Linked DNA regions of Gossypium hirsutum: regions 1 and 3 are each linked to region 2. Evidence: chromatin contacts called from public Hi-C data. All regions are on one chromosome and are shown on one strand. The core of a region is the stretch at or near the end of the contact, and the rest is flanking DNA. Distances in the headings are between cores, read along the strand shown.

Region 1 (3,924 bases), core at 589-3,088, 150 kb after region 2:
AGAGTGTCATAATCGTCCCATCGTGTATCCTAATTTTAACAGTACAAATACCGATTATCTTACTAGATGAATCATTTCCCATGTGCACAACTCCACCTTCAACTGAACTGTATGTGGAGAACCATTCTCTATTAGGACACATGTGGAAAGAACATCCTGAATCTAGGATCCACTCAGACTTAAGCTTGGAGTTGTCGCTCGTTGACACTAACAAGAAATCATCACCACCTTCATCGACCAAATTAGCACCAACTACATCTTCCTCGTTACTCTCAGCAACTCTTTTATTTCGTAGTTTAAAACAATCTGCTTTGACGTGACCTAACTTTTTACAATAGCGACACCTTTTGTCTCGTTTCTTTGATGCTACCAAAACGGAAGCTAGCCTATCTGCTTTGCTATTCAAACCAAACTCATTGTCGAGTTTGTCTCTACTCAACAAATGACCCTTTACATCTTCGAACGAGAGTTTGTCTCTACCATAAATCAAGGTCTCCTTGAAAGACTTGTATGAAGAGGGTAAAGAGCACAATAATAGCATAGCTTGATCTTCATCATCAATATGAACCTCAACGTTCTTTAAATCATTTAAAAGAGTAATGAATTGACTGATGTGATCTTTAAGAAGCTCACCTTCGTTCATGCGAAATGTAAATAGACGTTGTTTCAACACTAAACGGTTAGACAGAGACTTAGTCGCATAAAGAGTTTCTAACCTTTTCCACAATGCGAAGGAGGTCTTCTCCATCAATACCTCCTGCAATACTGTATTCGCGAGGCACAACGGGATTGCAGATAAGGCCTTTTCATCAAACTCTTCCCATTCGGTTTGATTTAGATTCTCAAGCTTTTTCCCTGTAACAACCTTTTTCAAGCCGTTTTAAACTAGAATTGTCATCATCCGAACTTGCCACAAATTGAAATTTGTCTCACCATCGAACTTCTCAATTTCAAACCTTGTTGCTGCCATCTCTGAACGGGCTGATCTATGAAAATTGAACTAGCTCTAATACCACTTGTTAGGATCGTCCCGATTAAGCAACAAACAAGTAAAAATAGCAGAAGAAATTGAGAAGATGAAACACAAATTTAACGTGGAAAAACCCCTCCAAAGAGGATAAAAAACCACGGGCAAAGATAATTTTACTATAATGGCAAAAGAATGAAGAGTAAAAAAGATGGAGATAAAACTAAACCCCGAAAACCCGAAAAACAAAGAACCCTCAAAACGTAAACACAAAATTCTCTGAATGTGTTATGAGTTCTAATCTAATGGGTATTATTTCTAAGATTGTAAAAGAGTCTATTTATAGGCTAAATTAGTAAGTCAAATAAACTATACTAAAAAATGCTAAATATATTATACTAATAAATACTAAATCTTCTAGAAAGAAAACATATTTTTATTTAACTTGACTTGCAAGCAATCTTTTAGAATTTGGGTCACACAACTCTAACATATTTTAAAATATTTTTTAGGGATAAATTTTAAAATTATACATAAACTTTGATTTAATGTACAAGTATATACATGAATTTTAATTTGATGTTATTATACACGTGAAACTTTAATTTGATTTAATTTTACACATTTAAAAAAATAAATACATCAATTTTTTTATATTGGATAAATATAATTATTTATGTATGCAATATATAAACATAAAAATAATATTGTATTAATAATTATGTTAATAATTTATAAGAATTAGATCAAATCAAAATGAAAGTTCATGTATACAATTACACAATATATAATTTTAATATTTATCCTTTTTTTTTATATATTAAACATTTTTATGCTAAAATATTTGTGAACTCAAAACGATACACTGGAATAAAACATCTGCATATCAATTTCAATAAAAAACGGTGCATCCTAGATGCGGTTGGGACTACCTTGCGAGATATAGAAATGAACGGTTAAGATCACACTTTACACTCTGCGGGATCTCCCATCAGATTACACGATCGAACGGCCGAGATCACATTTTACCTCCAGTGGATCCCACATTCACCAGGAAAAAGATTGTTATATAAAATTATAATTTGCTGCTTCCATTTTTACTATCTCGCAGCAGAACAAACTTCATTTCTTCGTCACCAGAAGAAGAAAAAGAAAAAATCAATTCCCTTAAAATTTCTAGGAAATTTTGAGAATGGATGATTACACGAGAGAAATGATGGATTTGAAAACCCTAGTTACACGAACCCTTGAGAAGAAAGGGGTTCTAGCTAAGATCCGGGTAAGAAAAAAAACTTGTTATTATTTTGGTTTTGTTAATAGAATTTCGTGTTTGGTTCTCGTAATCGTGAAAGAATAAAATAATTTGGGTTGAAGAATTTGGCTTTCTTAAGTTGTAGTTGAGTAAAAAGATCCTCTTTTGGCTGGATCTTGTGTTTTGAATTATTTTAATTTTGTAAAACTACGTATTTTTAGTATTATTCGAATAGGTGAATTGGGTTTTAGATCTTTAGCTATTAATGTAGGACCCGCAAGTTAAGATTTAATAGGTTTTAAGCATCTAGGTGTGTTTTTATTTGGGGGAAAGTTAGAGAAATTGGAAATGCAATTTTTGTTGTTTTGAAGTACTGAGGAGTGAGGAGCAGGGTAGGAAATTTGCTATTATTTTTGTTTAGTTATATGCTGGAAACTTTGAATGTGTAGAAGTGTCTTTGCATCTGGGTATTCTGCATATTTTATTTTCATGCGCTTTAATTGAGCAAATTTGCTGATAATTTCTTTGAAATGTATTGGATTTGTGGAAGGTACAAAATGGGATTAGTGCACCATTTAGCTGCTAATGAAAAGGTTAACTTCTTTCGAGTAATTGAAGTGGGAACTGTTTGCTAGATCCGGAGTATCTACTATTTATATTTAATTTGGTTTTGGAAGACTTCAAATGAGCTGTTCCGAGTTTTGATTGTTTCTAAAGGAAATAGAAGAGAAAGTTGTCTCCTGAATTTTCAGGGATGTTGAGCCTAGTTATGACACTGTTGAATTCTCTCTTGTATTTTGAAGTGCTGGAAATTTGTTTCCCTGGTCTGTCTGTTTTGGGCTCCTAGACAGGGGATGAAAGAAAAGAGGGCCTGGGCAAGGGGCATATCAAGTGCCGATCTAATGAAGCCATAATTAGTAGTGTTATTATCTTTAAATGATTGCTGCTTGTGAAGTTTTGGAATTAAGAAAGCTGTTTTCTCCTTTGAGCATTACGTTTCTCATTTTTCCTGTTTGTTTTGTAATTTTAATTTAATTGGTATTTCAGTTTCCAATGAATTATGCACTTGAATTGCTTTTGGTTAACGATTCTTTGTCACCCCTTTTGGTTTTTTGCTAGGCTGAACTTAGGGCAAGTGTCTTTGAAGCAATAGAAGAGGAAGATCGAGTCATTGAAAAAGAAGAAGGTTTACCTCCTGCATTATTGGGAAGTTGCAATGATCGTGCTAAACGACTTCATGCTTCTCCTTTGGGTCTGTCTATTAAACTTTTAACCCTTATTATTATAATGCTATTTGAAGTTATTTAGTAGCCTGCATGTGATTTGGCTTCTGGCTCTAATGTTATTCTTACTTGAGTGTCATCGTTGGGTATGCATGTGTGCCTAACATGGGTGTGGCTAGATTTTTCCTAGTTTTTACATGTATTTGAAGGATTCTCGAAGGTCATATCCCCATATCCATGTACCGGACATGATTGTTGGATACGGATACTTCTAGAAAACTGAAGAGTCGGAGCAACATAGGCTGGCTCTCCTTTTATTTTTTAAAGAAAAGGCTAATATCTAGTTTTCCTTTTGTTCCTTAGGACCAGAATTTTCCCTATGTTCATTTAGATAGTTAATCTTACTTCTTCACGGACTATTATTTGCTGGTATTAATTGACTAACAAGTCCAAGATTGTTTTGGTACCAATTTACATGCACC
Region 2 (3,807 bases), core at 955-3,454:
TATATACGTGATGTCCATATTTTTCAACACATTTGAATCTCAGATTTGGTTGCATAGCATGATGTAATTATGTGTTAAGCTTAATAATACGTATAAATTATTCAAGTGATTTATAAATAAGATTATAGTTGCTCTGACAACGAATATAATATTTTATAGCTCAAATAAGATTTGATCAGGTATGGGATATTACAAATTGTAATATACGAATTTTAAATTATGTATTAAAAAAAAAAGAAGTCATCCTATTGAGTTCATATGATCAAGAAAAAATATCCATCCGTCAAGAAAAATCAAGAAAATGGACATGGCATGCCAGTAATTTAAAAAAAATAAAAATATATTTTAAATTTGATAAAAAAAATCTTTTGAGTTCTTATGATCAAGAAAAATTACTAATATTTTTTAGTAAATTCTTTTACCCTTAAACTAATAATTTATTTTTGAAAAGAAAATTGTATTGGAAACTTGAAAAAACCAAAAAGAAAAAGTGAGAGCAAGGATATAGTTTTCAATTTAGAAGAAAAGTTTATGATATTTGAATTTTGAGAATTTTAAAAAATTTCTGGGATTTGTTGAAATCCAAATCCATGTTCAGAAATTTGCCCAAATCTTGATTTTATAAAAGTTAAGATCATCACTTATGAGAATCCAAGTTGTGTGGAGAAAAAGAAGAAACCTGATGTGGAGGGCCATGGATGAATGGGTTATGAGGCAGTGTGGTCGAGCAAGGGGGAGTGGGAATATGTAAAATAAAGGAAAATGCTGTAAAGTAAATTGCGGTGGTGGATGAGAGGAAGGAAGAGCCTATCTACAAATTTTCAGGGTATGGTAGAAAGTGATTAATATTTATTAAAGAAGAAATAGAATGAGAATTAGGAGAGAATGTAGGCTAAAAGGATATCTTCTTTACAAGGTTTTTGATAATCAAATTCAATCTAATAATGTAGATACCAAATATTAATGCTTATTGATAAAGAATAAAAAAAAATGCAGGAAAAGATGTTTATAAAATCAAATCACTTCTAATCCTTTGCTTTACAATTGAGATACTCATGGAAGAAAACATATCTCATTAACTGAAAACACAGCTAATTTCCATCAAGATCTAAACCTAAAATACACCAAATTATAAAACAAAAGCAGAAAATATCTGCACTTTGCTATACTACTAATACATAAATTGCATATATAATTCCTGGAAGATAACCCACCAATGTCAGCACCAAATCAATCCAGAATTCCACCTGCCAACCCATCATCATTTTGTAATCCACATCATATACCAATATATATATATATATATATATATGAAGAGAAAGAGAAAGGGAAAGTGAAATACCCCTAAGCCATAACGAAGAAAAACTCCAACAGGAGGAAGAAGAATTGCAAGAATCACTTCAATCAAAGTCTCTGAACCCATTTTTTCCAAATTAAACTCAATTTCTTTTCCATTTCTTCGGCTTCAAATAGCAGGGCTGAAGGACAGGTGGCAAAATTATGGAGCTTAGACCTTACAGATGGCGATCATTCCCCTTTGCATTCGGATTTGGATTTTACTCCAATCATAAATTCTTATTCGGCTCCAAGCAAACTTAATTTACCATTTTCCCATTTGAATATATTTTTATTATTCACGTCAAGTCCAACCTGAAAAGTTATGGATTCCATTTTGATTAACTGAACAAGCCAGTTTTGGCAAAAGAACATCATTAGCATTCATTCTTTACAGATCAAATTCACGAGGAACCAAAACAATTATCAGGAGCTGATAATCCCCTATACGACATCGATATGATTAAGCAGCAGAAAGAAATACATTCAATTAAACAATTCTCTAGGTCCTCTCCTCTAGGAATTAACATCAGTGAAAAACGTCATATCATATATTACACTAGCCGGAGCATATGTGAATGGCAATGCACTCAGTACAGCATAATTTGACAAAGAAAGAATCCGAGCACAAGAGACACGAGTTGCACCAGACGAGCCATCTGCCGCCTCCTAGGTTTGGGTTTGGGCTTGGGCTTGGGCTTGGTTTTTGTGTAAGAATGAGTTTGGATTTTGGGTTTAAAATATTTGAGTTTGGGGTTAATTTTCTATACTAAAAATTTGTATCTATAAAATATAAAAATATATGCATATATAACCGAGTTAGGATTGGGTTTCAAAAATTCTATTCAAAGCTTGACTCGAATAGAAAACAGGCTTACATGTCACTAAGAATAATTTTTAGAAAATAATTTCTCTCTCTAACAATAAAAAATATTTTGCACAGAGTCATCCAAACACTAAAAATGATGTCTTCTCAAAAAATTAATCCATTTTCTAAAAGTTCTCTAAGAAAAAACAAAACGCAGCATTAAAAGTTACATCAACCTAAACAAATACTACTTAAGTTTTACTTACATAAGAGTTATAATCTAATCAATTTTCTATAAAGTAAAGCTAAAATCAGCATAAAATAATATTTTCATAAGAGTCCTGATGTGATCCAATGTTTTCAACTATAAAAGTTCAACTCAAATATGGGTCGCCTTTTGACTTAAATATTCAAGGCTCAAGTTCAACTCAATCTCTTTTTAAGTTTATAATACTTTATATTATGTTAGTTTTATATATTATATAATTTATAACACAAAAAATAAATTTATGCTGAATATATAATACCGCTCTAATATAAACACTAAAATAATGTTAATATAACTATATAAAAAATTATAATAAATAAAAAATATATAAAATTATTACATATTTAATTAAAATAATATAAATATTTTTAAAAAATAATATGGACGGTCTTAAAATAGGTTTGGTTTGATCTTTTGTAAATATAGATGAGTTTAAACAAAATTTTACATTCACATTTCAGATCAACTAGGCTTAAGCAACATAAAGTATGTTAATATCTTGCATAAATCAACTTGGCTAATGTACACCTCGCTTCTTTTTCTACCTTTCTTTGTTTGGGGTTCAAAGAAAAGAAATGAAAAGGAAAAAAAGAACTTAATTTAAAAAAAACAAAACAAACAATTGGGCTATTTTTAATATGTTTAACATATTATAAATTATTATTCAGTAAAAAAAATAAAAAGAAAATGGGAGAAGAAAATAAAGAATAGAGAAAAGAATGTGTTAAATTTTGTATTAATATTTTTATATTTAAAATAAAATTTACTGTTACAAGTTTATAGATTTTTTGTAGGTTAATATTTGTTTTATATATTATTTTTAATATGTTCATTGCAGTATCCCATCATTCTATTTTTATATTAAATTTTAATTATTCTTCTAAGTCAACACATGTCATGTTTATTAATAAATTTAAAAAGAAGTAATTTATTCAACATGTTAGGAAATTTTTAATATTTAAATAATTTATTTAAAGTGATTGATCTACAAACTAACCCTCACATTAGCTTATTATACCTGATTTAAAAAATTATAACAAATTTAATTTTCATAATCAATAAATTTTAATTTACAGTTAATTTTTACCTTAATTAACTAAAATTTTATAAAGAAAATTAGAAACCCCAGCGGTAATCAAGACTAGTGTACATAAAAAAGGACGTAGTAGGTCCTAACACCTTTCTTCACTGCCAAATTTAGCCTCGTTACCGTAAACAAATCACCCTTTTTAAAGAAATTTTACTTGGTTTATTCAAACTCTTGGCATGAAAGTTTTTAGTATATTCCTTGTAGTAGGTCCTAACACCTTTCTTCACTGCCAAATTTAGCCTCGTTACCGTAAACAAATCACCCTTTTTAAAGAAATTTTACTTAGTTTATTCAAACTCTTGGCAT
Region 3 (3,503 bases), core at 701-3,200, 190 kb after region 2:
CATACAACAATTAGATATAATAACATTTTAAAAAATATTATAAAAACATATTTTAAATATAAAAATTTTCGATGTATTTAAATGACATCATCATCAACTTTGAGAGTCTTAACTGTTTAAAAATAATCCATCAAATCTAAAATGACATCAACTTATAATAGAAAAAGTAATTATCTTTTCAAAAGTTTTTATCCAAAACGATTTTTAGTACACCAGAAATTGTGTATCTATACCTCTCTTGGCAATTGAAACATCCTGTTTTGATTTTTTTTTTCTTTTAAAAAATATAAACTACATTAATGGGGAACTATGATGTTTTTGGTATTAAAAATTGAAAATATTTGAATTTTCCCGATTAAAAACAATAAAATGAAGCAAGAAAAAGAAAAAAAAACTTTTATATATGGGAAACGTGAAGGGGTTATTTGGAACATCAACCCCTAACTGTTTTTAATTTGTTTTATAAAAGATTTTCGTCTTTCTAATTTTCTCATTTAGTCTCATAAATTAAAATATTATCTAATTTTAGAAACATGTTAATATTATTAACTATGTTAGTCCCTAAAATTTTTATATTACTTAGGAAAAAAATTTATTTACTTTTAATTTCTAGTATCATGCTTTTATGAAATTACATAATTGTTTTAATCTTTGTGACATTTTTTTTAAAATTTTAAATTTGAATGAAATATTGATAAAATAAGTGGTTTTCAAATACATTATTTTTAAAAACTTAATAAAAAACTATAATAGTTGTCTGAATTATTTGAACATTATAGTGTCCTAATTTTATATCTTATATAGTATTTAAACATTGGTTGAAATTAAATAATTTTCTAATATACAACTTATTATTAAATTTTGGCTTAAACTTTATATAAATTTATTTAGTTTGTAATTTCTACATGTTGTTAGTATAAACAATCATTTAAAACCATTTAAATCTTAGTTCTTTTTAGAAAATTTACATGAAAATTAAAAAATATTATATATATTTACAATACTTTCTCAACTTTTATTGTAAATAAAACTATGATCGTAATGCTGTCTCACATTAAATTATTTTGTTTAATATAAATTTATGTTTTTATTAAAATATTAATAAAAATGAAATATATTTTAATTAGCACATGACATTCCATGTAAAATAGTTGTCAATACTATTTGAATTTCAATAAATTTTCTCGTAACATTTATACATGTAATATATTCAAATATCACAAATATATTATACTCCAAATAATTTATATATATAGTCAATCTGTGCGAAGTAAATTAGTTAAATTTATATTTTAAAATATAATAATATTTAATTAGATTTATTAATTAAATTAGAGTAAAGATAAATATAAAATTATATTAACAATTTAATATTAAAACAAATAATTAAACAATATATATAATAAATAATATGTAAGAAATTAGTAATATTGTTATTTAAATTATAAAATATTAATATTAATATATATTACTATTTTTTGTATTATTTTAATATTAAATATTTTAAAATTAAATAACATTAATATAATTGATTTTAAATTAGTTAAATATTTTTAAAAGTATTTTGTAATTACATGTCTTTTCAATTTATTAATTATTTGTTAAAGAAATTCATTAAAAATTTAAAACAAAAACTAATATTTTAAATTTAATATATATAAATACAAACTAGTTATATAAATATAAAGATGATAAATAATTTTGTATATATTAAATATTTCATATTTTTATATCATTTAATCCAAGGTGCCAGCGAAGATATTTAATTGCTGATATGGCAAAACCCTAGGACTGACAGGTAAAATTCAAAATGTATAAGGGTACTCTCGTCATATGAATTGTAAAGATGTCGTCATTAGTTTCAATAACAAGGCCAATGGCCTAATAAGCTATGCATACAGTGGTCACTTGGAAAACGACGTCGTCCAACTTTTACCGTCTCCTCAAATTCCCCAAGCATCATTAACTCAACGCACAACGTGCCACTTGTCCCTTTACACGATTCAGTGAATCGCCGAAGATCCACCACAAAACTACTGACAGCCAAGCTTTAAATCTCGGTCCCACGTCATCAGATTTAGTCCCACGTGGTTTGCTGACATGGCGTTATTTCGAGCCGTTACTTAAGCCACGTGATCTCCACATCAGCAATATAATATCTTTTTTATTTTATTTTATGTATCTTCATCGTTTTTTTTACTCTTACAATCTTTGGCCTTCGCCGTTTCTCAACCAGTCAAGCCATATTTTTTCCCTCAAAATCTTCTTTTGAAATTTAGAATTTTTTCTTTTTATCATTTATTAAATAAAACCCCTAGATTTTTAATGTGCTTTGAGTAACTGGAAGCGAGATTTGGAGTGTTTTTTTCCTCTGAAATTTTCATTGTTTTTAGCTTTTGAAAATTTCGACCGTTAAGAGAATGGGATGAGGAATGAGGATCGATCTGAAACGAGTTCCGAAAGGTAAATAATTGCAGCATTTTTTTTAAAAAATTCAAGTATATTTTTTGTTAACAATTTTCTCGGTTTCTGGGGTTTCTTTTGCTATTGGGAGACTAAACCTTTTTTTTTTCCTTTTTCAATTTTCCTGAAACTGGGTTTGAAATTCGGATGTTGGTTTCATTTGTCATTGTTTATTAAATCTCTGTCTTTTTTCTTTCATTTGATTATAATTTTTTTTATGTTGTTCAAAATTCAATCTTTTAGTTCTTTTCTTTTTCCAGTGGAAAATAAGAATAGTTTCTTTTTTCTTTCTTTAACCCTGCCCCCGGGAGAACAAAGAGCAAAAAGAGAAGGCATTGGAGCATTTATTTGAATAAAGAGTGATTCAATTCATCAAATTTATTTGAATCGACTTACTTTTGAATGTTTCAGCTAGTTTTCTTCTTTATTTCTTTATTTCAATCATATTTTTTTTCATTTTTATTCGATATTTTTTGTCTTGTCATCATAGAAAATTGGTGCTGTTTTCAACTATACTGACGTAAAATTTGAGAATTATGGTCTAGTACGATTCTTGGACTGTAAGATATTTGGGGAAAATAAATCTGGAAATCGAAATTTCAAGTCTTTTTCTTTTGGTTGTTTAATTCAGTTTTTGCAGTCTGTTTTAAATTGAATATTTTGAATTAGCCATATTGAGGATTTAAATTTCGATTTCATTTTCTTTTCGTGCATATAATTTCAATTTATAAACGTTTCTAGTTTCTTTATATTTCTTTTACTTCGTTAAACATTACGAAAAAATGATTATTTTATGAGAAGTGCATTCTATTGCTACTTTATTATTATTATTATTATTATTTGAATTTTTTTGTTGCTTTATATATATATATATTAGTAGAAGAATAAAAAAACTAAATTTTCTTGAATCACTAGCTGAATGTAAGTATTTGATATTTCAGTTTCTTGATATTTCTATCTAAGTGACTGAAACTGAAAAATATGAATTTGTATGCCGTGGAAATGGAACAGTACAACCTAACTTAAAGGCTTCTTTCCTA

What was found. A called contact is a pair of places that touch in the nucleus more often than the background predicts.
Region 1: a contact with region 2 is called in a Hi-C map of leaf, with 4 times the contacts expected there. The contact joins the promoter of LOC107899753 here to the promoter of LOC107899432 in region 2. A contact is called at or near these places in 9 of 34 Hi-C or Micro-C datasets (callus, leaf and petal).
Region 3: a contact with region 2 is called in a Hi-C map of leaf, with 1.6 times the contacts expected there. The contact joins the enhancer-like site here to the promoter of LOC107899432 in region 2. A contact is called at or near these places in 2 of 34 Hi-C or Micro-C datasets (leaf and seedling).

What each region holds. Positions count from the first base shown.
Region 1 is chrD04:17,948,404-17,952,327 of Gossypium_hirsutum_v2.1, reverse strand. It overlaps LOC107899753 (protein TONNEAU 1a), which reads left to right and starts at 1,838. Exons shown (of 8, transcript XM_016825539.2): 1 at 1,838-2,246; 2 at 3,339-3,471. The coding sequence starts at 2,160.
Region 2 is chrD04:18,103,668-18,107,474 of Gossypium_hirsutum_v2.1, reverse strand. LOC107899432 (salt stress-induced hydrophobic peptide ESI3) reads right to left here and starts at 2,204. Exons shown (of 2, transcript XM_016825144.2): 1 at 1,343-2,204; 2 at 992-1,247. The coding sequence starts at 1,423. The coding sequence ends at 1,164.
Region 3 is chrD04:17,911,293-17,914,795 of Gossypium_hirsutum_v2.1, reverse strand. It overlaps the pseudogene LOC107899754. Among protein-coding and RNA genes, the nearest start is that of LOC107899753, 37 kb to the left of the region's middle. Within about 2 kb of position 1,950, at least 4 of the 9 cell types and tissues checked have an H3K27ac peak or open chromatin away from gene starts, as enhancers often do. A contact at or near this core is called in leaf, where this site is marked.